Linked DNA regions of Mus musculus: regions 2 and 3 are each linked to region 1. Evidence: chromatin contacts called from public HiChIP or PLAC-seq data. All regions are on one chromosome and are shown on one strand. The core of a region is the stretch at or near the end of the contact, and the rest is flanking DNA. Distances in the headings are between cores, read along the strand shown.

Region 1 (2,727 bases), core at 37-2,536:
ACAGCTTACCTAATTACCAATAGGAAGATGGCAGTGTGGGATCACCCAGGCCATAAGAGGTGAATTCACTGGGGACTGCAGTTAAGTCATGCACACTTACAGGAGCAGGAGAAGTGGCTTGCAGACACTCTGACCTCTGAGTGTGTGCACTTGTGTATTGAGCCACACACAAAGGTAAAAACCAATCTTCTAAAGTACGTAGGAAGCATTGCTCTTAGAGTATGAAATGTCATAGGATGGCCTACATCTTTCCTCGAAACATCCTTGCATTTTGGCATAAAGTGATGTCCACTATTCTTTCATGTCATATACAGCTGTGTATTTAAGTAAACTAAGGGAATCATTAAGAATCAATGTGTAGTGAAAAAGATGCTGAGGCAGGCAAGATGGCTCAACAGATAAATGACCTTCCTGCCAAGCCTGGTCCCTGACTTCACCGCTCAGATAATGGAAGGAAAACCCAACTCCTGCATGTTTATGTTGTCCTCTGACCTCCTTATGCACACATGCTGACACAATAAATAAATAAGTGAATAATTGTTATAAAATATTTGAAGACCTTAATTACAAGAGGATAGTTAGCAATTGGTATTTTGGATTCATGAAAGGGCCATTTTTTAAATAAAAACTAATTACATGTACTCAGGTAATGAGCTATTACTTGTCATCTGTCCCTAACAGGAACTAAATTGAGCTTGTTTGGCTCCTCCAAAAATGGATTTGGGTTCAAACAGAGTGACCTTGACGTCTGTATGACGATTAACGGACATGAGACTGCTGAGGTACGGTTGCCACGTGAACACACATGTGCTGTGAGCATGTGGTTAGCGCCGTCCTCACTGGCAGAACTGCGAGGCATCTGGAATGTACGGGGCATTCCACATGCAGTGCACCAGGAAGCACAGCCTCTGGCTTCTGCGCTGACATTCTTGGAGGGGGTGTGAAGAGTAGAACAAAGCTCTGGCTGGGCATGGGTGGTGCACACCTGTGGTCCCAGCTCCTGGGAGCCTCATGAAGGAGGTTTGCTAGAAGTTCAAGGTCAGCCTGGGCTGCCTAGCAAGAGCCTGTCTCACCAAAAAAACAACACACACACATACACACAGAGACTGGATAGCTTTAAAGGGGCTTTTCCAGTGTAGTACAGATTGGACTAGATTCCGTGAAGCTAGACCACCTTCACCAGTGCCCATTGGCTTGGCTACTAGACCAGTACACCTACCTATCCCCCGTTACCTGTGATGTCGGTTTGCTTGTCCGTGGTGAGTATTAGCTTTATAGCTCAGGACCTGCATTTGAGACAAACTTGGTCTTACTAGCACCAAAACATGTGTCCTTTGGTAGATAACAGAAGGAATAATTTCTGTTCCCTTCTGCTTTGAGAAATTCTGTAATTGGGTGGCTTTGATCGTGTGTATCAGGAGGCAGCAGAGAGGAGACTTTGTTAAGATGCAGCTCAGAGCCTGCTTGTGGGGGTGGGGGTGATTTGTTCCTCTCTCCCTGAAGACAGACTTGTCTGCAACTCTGTTCCTCCTGCCTCAGCCTGAGGCCTGAGCCTGTGGCGTGTGCCCTCAGGACACTCTTTGCTGCCTGTTTTTACAGTTTTATTAGCACAGTGCCACACCCAGACTTGGATGTGTTCTCTGAGGCTGCTTTCTTTCTGATAACAAAGTCTGGAAAGTGCTGGAGACAGGATCCAGTATCTTGTGCATGCCAGGTGGGGGCCATCCTTCCAGCCACACCTGTCACTGAGGGACACTTCAGAAGCAGTGCTGGTGGAGACACTGTTGACTCAGTGGCTGACTACACTGCCACTGCTCAGGGACTCTCATGGCTTTGTTCTGAATCTGTATTCTGATGGTGTTCCTGACTTCAGGAGAATAGTCAAACCAGGGTCTACCTGGGATTTGCTGAATGGTGTGGGGTGAGATTAAGTCTACCATAAGGAGTAACCCACTATATCCCCTCAAAGTTGATCCTCATTAATGTGGTTTATAAACTACCTTTGACAGTATTTCTAAAGTAAAATTCTGAATAGGTTGTAGGGTCTGTGTAACCATCAGGATTTACTCCAGTGGGGATGACAGCCATACTTTAACATGCCAAGGCACAATGCTATGTGCTTGTATCCCAAAACAAAGGGGACATAGGCAAGAGGGCTTTGAATCTGAGGTCAGACTGGGCGCAGACGCTTTGGTCTGAAAAACAGCAAAAATACCATTCCAAATTGCTGCATGACTTCAATTTTAGCTAGTCCTAGCAGGAAGTAGACTGAGTTAGACCACTCTCCACAGCAGGCCATGAGATCTTAGTTAAACTGTGTATAGATATAGTTGCGTGCAGCATAGATGAGACAGCACAGACGCTTCTCTTGCATGCCATACCTACGGTACTCTTCCAAGGGAGGTAACTACCTAGGGGAGTGGGGGAGAGTCAATGTCTTCATGGTTTAAAGACCTTTCTGGAAGCTCCTATTTGGTCTTTTGTTGTACATCCAAAGCAATTAAGGTATGTTTGGAGGCTTGCATATCCTTAGGGTGTTTTGTATGTGTGGTAACTGACACTCACCTGAAAGGAAAATAAACCCATCTGAAGTTGGGCAGATGGTGGCACAGTAGGTAAAAGTGCTTTTAGTGCCGCCCTGATGACTGGAGTTCCATGCCTGAATCCCACAGTGGAAGAAGAAATAATTCCTCAAGGTAGTTTTCTGACCACCTTGCATGCTGTCTT
Region 2 (2,700 bases), core at 189-2,688, 140 kb after region 1:
CTGTGATTTGTCAGTTAGACTGAAGATCAATCAGCTGCCGCAGTCCTCCTGTCTGCCACGTGGCTGTGGCTGTTGCTGCAGTCCTCCTGTCTGTCATGTGGCTGTTGGGACCTGAGCTTGCACAGCAAGTCCTCTCCACTGCTACCCATCTCTCCAGCCTCATGGTTTGGAGGTAGTCTGACCTGAAACTTACTATGTGGCCCAGGTTGGTCCTAAACTCACAGCAATCCTCCTTCCTCAGAATCCCAAATACGAAGATTAGCGGCAAAAGCCATTATTCCCAACTCCTTATTTTCCTTTAACAGGTGCATATATGGGTACATATAAAACAAATTTGTCTTTATTTGGTTTTATTCATTAATTTACTTATCTTTAGACTTGGGATGTGGTCCTCCAGTCAGCCTCTGGAGTGTTAGAATTGTAGGTGTGAGCCTGTACGCTGCTTAAAACACATTTCTAAAGGTTTGAAACTTGGGGGTTTTAATTATTGACAGAATCCCATAAATATTCACTTGTGTGGCTCTGCATTATCTCCTAAGGTTGGAGTTCATTCTGTTATGTTTCTGTCAGAAGGCTGATTTGAGGTCTGGAGATGTCCTGCGGGTCCTGGGTCGGGGCAGGGTATTTACTGTTTGGCCCACCTAGAGGAAGAGGTGGGGAGATCCTTGGCTACTCAGTAGCACTGTTGGGACAAATGCAGAGCTTCCTGCCCATGTTTGCTTGCCAAACCTTAGTCAGAAATAGCTTCCGTCAATGTCTGTGGCATCCTCTGCTTGGCTGGTTCCTGGCAGCTGTGTGTCTGCCTTGACTTTTATACTTTTTGTGTGAGTTAATTTGCCTTGCGGGACACAAAGAAAATCCTTAGAGTGCATTTCCTTTGTGATGGAAATAAAGTTCCCGGGTCAGAAAGGACTGAACGGAAGATGTGAGGGGGATGGAGAAGAAGCTACAGAGGCCTGTTCCTTGCTTTGTGTGCAAGAGGAGCTCCCAGATGAACAGCTGCCTGCTGGTGGAGCCTGGGTTTGATTCCAGCCATGCAAATTCAGGAGCAGTGGATAGGTGGAAGGAAGGACGGGGCCTCTGGCTGGGTGATCCTCACTTACCCTAGGGTGCACTGAGGTGCTGTCAGCTTCCTGGTTTCTCCCCGAGTGACTATTCCTGGGGTGACTGAAAGCTTGTCTACTTGCCCCAGATAGGGAACCAGCAAGAAACCCAAACAGATACCCCCCAAGTCCACCGTGGTGAACCAGTGAGTTTTATTGGGGTTGCTTAAAGGAACAGGAAGTGATCCAGACAGATTTGCTTCTGTGGGGGGAAACCACTAACCCACGTGGTTAGTGCATCTTACTCGGAATGACTGTGGACCGTGGAATTGAGCCTCCCAGACGTGGTATGCAAGAAGGAAGGCTGCAGAGTGTGGAGAGGGAGCTCAGGGTTCTACGTCCAGATCAGCAGGCAGCAGGAAATGAACTGTGAGCTTCAGAGACCTCAGAGCCCACACTCTAGGGACACGCTTCCTTCAGCAAGGCCACACCTCCTAACAGTGCCACTCCCAATGGCCAAGCATTCACACACACACACACACACACACACACACACACACACACCAGTCTATGGGGGCCGTACCTATCTAAAGGAGTGCAGGGTCCCACGTGACATGCTCAAAGTTCCCTTTACACTTTCTAACCTAATACCATAAAGTAAGCGTGGAGGGAAAGCACCCCAGCAACCCTCTTCTTGATGCTATTTTCCCTTTGGTTTTGGCACGTTGGTGTCTACAGTTACTTGGGGTTTAGAACCCATGGTGGATCCATTGCCTTCCTCAGGCTGTGGCAGAGGTGACAAAGTGCTTATCTGGCTCACGGTTAAAGGCCAGTCCATCATGGCGGCTGTCACGTGGCCAGGCCTTGATGTTTCAGTTTACCCCATGGAGATGCTTCCTCCTAGACGTGCGTGCCCAGAGGTTTGTCTCTTAGGTGATTTCAGATCCTCTGCACTCGACAGGTAGGGTTAGCCGTCACAAGTGGGATCATTAGGAGTGATGGTCATGGCCCTGGTAACTTGCCATGAAACTCTGACCTCCAGGCAGGGCGTGACCACTGCCATCTTGAAACCCACACCTGCTTAACATTGAACTGACCCCTCCCATTGACTTATAGACAGCCGCAAAGGCTCCTTGGCTGCTCACAGGCAGCTCACGAGGCAGGCACTGAATGCACGAGGGCCACTCACGGCTGTGTGAGTGGTTAGTTAACAGCTAACTGTGGCGGGTGGGGAGCCTCTTCTGTAGTGGTGTACCTGCCTTAAGTTGTCCGTGCCCTTGCACGTAGCCCTTATCCCTGATTCCTAAGTAACTCAGTTAAGCTCACTGGTTTACTACTCTAGACTTGGAATAAGTTAGTCTGCCACTGGTATTCTATCTGGGATGGACAGTTTTGGGCAAATGTCCTTGGGGACGTTCACCAGCTTGTCTAACTAGCTCAGGAGCAGATCACTTGGGTGCAAGTGTCACCTCCTGAACAGGAGACAAGATATATGGACAAGATTCCCATTTGGGTACAATACAATGTGGCCACGCCAGGGGCTCTGTGCAGGGATTCTTTAATCATCTGTGTCCTAGTCGTGAAGTCCCTTGAGGCTGAAAACCTATGGCCACAGGCCTCCAGCCCACAGATGGCTTGTCTCCTGGATGGCCAAAGC
Region 3 (2,700 bases), core at 43-2,542, 200 kb after region 1:
GAATAAACACAACAAAATCAACAGAATAACGCAAGTAAATTCACCTTTCACTAACAGCTCCGAGACCACAGGTTACACTGAAATGTCTTAGCTACTGTTGTCTTTCTGTGAGGAGAGACTGTCCTAGATAGGGTTACTACTGCTCTGAAGAAACACCATGACTCAAAGTAACTTGGGGAATAAAAGGCTTATTTCATTCACAGTGAGGGCAGGGAGGGCAGGGACTCACACAGGGCAGGAACCTGGAGGCGGGAGCTGATGCAGAGGCCATGGAAGACTGCTGCTCACTGGCTTGCTCCTCGTGTCTTGCTTAGTCTTTTCTTATAAAGCCCAGGACCACCTGCCCACTTGGGAGGCAGAGGCAGGTGGATTTCTGAGTTCAAGGCCAGCCTGGTCTACAAAGTGAGTTCCAGGACAGCCAGAGCAATACAGAGAGAAACCCTGTCTCAAAAAAACAAAACAAAAACAAAAACAAAACAAAAAAGAAAATGCCCTATAACCTTCCCAAAGCCTGATCTCATGAAGGCATTTTCTCAAACAAAACAAAACAAAAAGAGAAAGAAAGAAAGAAAGAAAGAAAGAAAAGCCAGTAAGCAGCACCCCTCCAAGTTTTCTGTAACAGTTCTAACCTCCAAACTTCTGCCCCAACTTCCCTCAATTGAGGCAAATCTTAGCTTCCAAAGTTGCTTTTGGTCATACTGTTTTATCACAGCAATATAAACCCTAAGTAAACTTTTTCCATGGTGTTGAGGGATGATGGCTCAGTGGTTAAGGGTACTCTTGCAGGTCCTGAGTTTAATCCCACCCACATGGTGGCTCATGACAGTCTGTAATAGGTCCGATTCTCTCTTCTGGTGTGCATGAAAATAGAGCACTCACATACATAAAACATATATAAAACAAAACAAAAAAATTCTCTTTTTAAAAAACTTGTCTAAGTGTTTGCCTGTACATGGATATGTATACCACATGGGTGTGCCTGGTGCCCGCAAATGCCTGAGGAAATATCATATCCCTTGAAACTGGAGTTACAGATGTTGTAGGCCACTATCAGGGTCCTGGGAACCATCCCCTGGTCCTGTACAAGAGCAGCCAATGCTTTTAACCACTCACCTTCTCTCACAGCACTGCCCCATCTTACCAGACCTGCAGCAGTTTGCTTTCTGTTGCTAGGATAAAACCCTGACTAAAAGGAACTGGGGGAAGAAAAGGGTTTATTAGTATTATGGTTTGTATGTGCTCTGCCCAGGGAGTGGCACGATTAGAAGGTGTGGCCTTGGTGGAGTAGGTGTGTCACTGTGGGTCTTAGCTATTAGACTTTCATCCTAGCTCCCTGGAAGCCAGTATTCTGCAAGCAGCCTTCAGATGAATACATAGAACTCTCAGCTCTGCCTGCTGCATGCCTGCCTGGATGCTGCAATGCTCCCACATTGATGACAATGGACTGAACCTCTGAACCTGTAAGCCAGCCCCAAATAAATGTTGTCCTTATAAGAGTTGCCTTGATCATGGTGTCTGTTCACAGCAGTAAAACCCTAAGACAGAAGGTGGGTCCAGGAGTGGGGTAGTGCTGTGATAGGCCTGACCATGCTTTTGATGCTTTTGTTTGGAGGAATGTGGATTTTGGGACTTTGGATTTGCAAAGCCATAGAATTTGTTTTGTTTTGTTTTTTTCGAGACAGGGTTTCTCTGTGTAGCCTTGGCTGTCCTGGGACTCACTTTGTAGACCAGGCTGGCCTCGAATTCAGAGATCCACCTGCCTCTGCCTCCCAAATGCTGGGATTAAAGGCATGTGCCACCACGCCCTGCTTGCCATAGAATGTTTTAAGTGGGACTTAATGGGCCATCCTAGTAGGAATATGGAAGACTTTGTTGCTCTGAGTGATTTGCAATGTGCAGACAGGGCCCAAGAGAGTTCAGTGGAGAAAGAAGCATTTCAATATGTGGCATAGAAACTGTTTTTGTGATATTTTGGTGAAGAATGTGGCTACTTTTTGCCCTTGTCTGAAGAGTCTGCCTGAGGCTAAGGCAAAGAGACTCAGATTAATTGCCTTGACAGAGAAGTCTCAGAAACGCCTATCACAGACTTGGTTTTCTGGTTAAGTCTCATGAAGAGGATTTTAAACAAGCATAGCAAACTTAGAAAGGAAAAATATACAATATATGGTTTAAGTATTAAAGAGGGTACCAGGAAGTGAATCTTGTGTTCAAGGAGATAACAAATTAAGGCAGTGGGACTTTGGGGCAGAATCCTACCCAGATAATTTAGATCCAGGCATGGTGGCACACACCTTTAATCCCAACAGATAAAGCCAAGCAGATCTCTAACTTCAAGGCCAGCCTGAGAGACAGAGCAAGTTCTAGGTGAAGAAAAGCTTAAATCCAGGCATGGAGGGATACACCTTTAATCCAGAGACAGAGCCCTGCAGGTCTCTTAGTTCAAGGTCAATCTACAGGGCAAGTTCCAGGATAGCCAATCTTAGGCAGTGAGGGAGTCGGAAAACAGAAAGTTGGTAATAGAATAAGGGGACCCATGTTCCAGCCCCCAGCAAGCAGCAGAAGATGGCCAATTTGGCCATGTGACTATGGCTTTAGAGTCAAGAACAAAAGGGACTACCAGAACAATTGATGCTGGCTACCAGAACTAAGAAATTTGTGGTGATTAAGAAGAGGCCAGCATCACTAAGGTGAAATCTTCTG

Evidence for each region. HiChIP or PLAC-seq counts read pairs in DNA pulled down with a chosen protein or histone mark.
Region 2: an H3K27ac HiChIP or PLAC-seq map of embryonic stem cells shows a contact between it and region 1, with 5 read pairs. The contact joins two enhancer-like sites. A contact is called at or near these places in 1 of 484 Hi-C or Micro-C datasets (nephron progenitors), 2 of 115 datasets of contacts at active chromatin or transcription factors (both in embryonic stem cells) and 3 of 9 other capture datasets (adipose tissue, embryonic stem cells and liver).
Region 3: an H3K27ac HiChIP or PLAC-seq map of embryonic stem cells shows a contact between it and region 1, with 5 read pairs. The contact joins two enhancer-like sites. A contact is called at or near these places in 3 of 39 promoter capture datasets (macrophages, pre-B cells and stem cell-derived epiblast-like cells), 5 of 484 Hi-C or Micro-C datasets (cortical neurons, embryonic somatosensory cortex, embryonic stem cells and 2 more), 6 of 115 datasets of contacts at active chromatin or transcription factors (bone marrow-derived macrophages, effector CD8 T cells and embryonic stem cells) and 4 of 9 other capture datasets (adipose tissue, embryonic stem cells, liver and 1 more).

The regions. Positions count from the first base shown.
Region 1 is chr13:59,794,875-59,797,601 of GRCm38.p6, reverse strand. It overlaps Tut7 (terminal uridylyl transferase 7), which reads left to right. Exons shown (of 27, transcript NM_001373962.1): 16 at 682-782. Among named protein-coding and RNA genes, the nearest start is that of Etohd2, 26 kb to the right of the region's middle. Within about 2 kb of position 1,286, at least 24 of the 459 cell types and tissues checked have an H3K27ac peak or open chromatin away from gene starts, as enhancers often do. A contact at or near this core is called in embryonic stem cells, where this site is marked.
Region 2 is chr13:59,655,344-59,658,043 of GRCm38.p6, reverse strand. All of the region lies in intron 3 of Golm1 (golgi membrane protein 1), which reads left to right. Among named protein-coding and RNA genes, the nearest start is that of Golm1, 19 kb to the left of the region's middle. Within about 2 kb of position 1,438, at least 139 of the 459 cell types and tissues checked have an H3K27ac peak or open chromatin away from gene starts, as enhancers often do. A contact at or near this core is called in embryonic stem cells, where this site is marked.
Region 3 is chr13:59,591,408-59,594,107 of GRCm38.p6, reverse strand. The region is part of intron 2 of Naa35 (N(alpha)-acetyltransferase 35, NatC auxiliary subunit); the gene reads right to left. Among named protein-coding and RNA genes, the nearest start is that of Naa35, 7.4 kb to the right of the region's middle. Within about 2 kb of position 1,292, at least 13 of the 459 cell types and tissues checked have an H3K27ac peak or open chromatin away from gene starts, as enhancers often do. A contact at or near this core is called in embryonic stem cells, where this site is marked.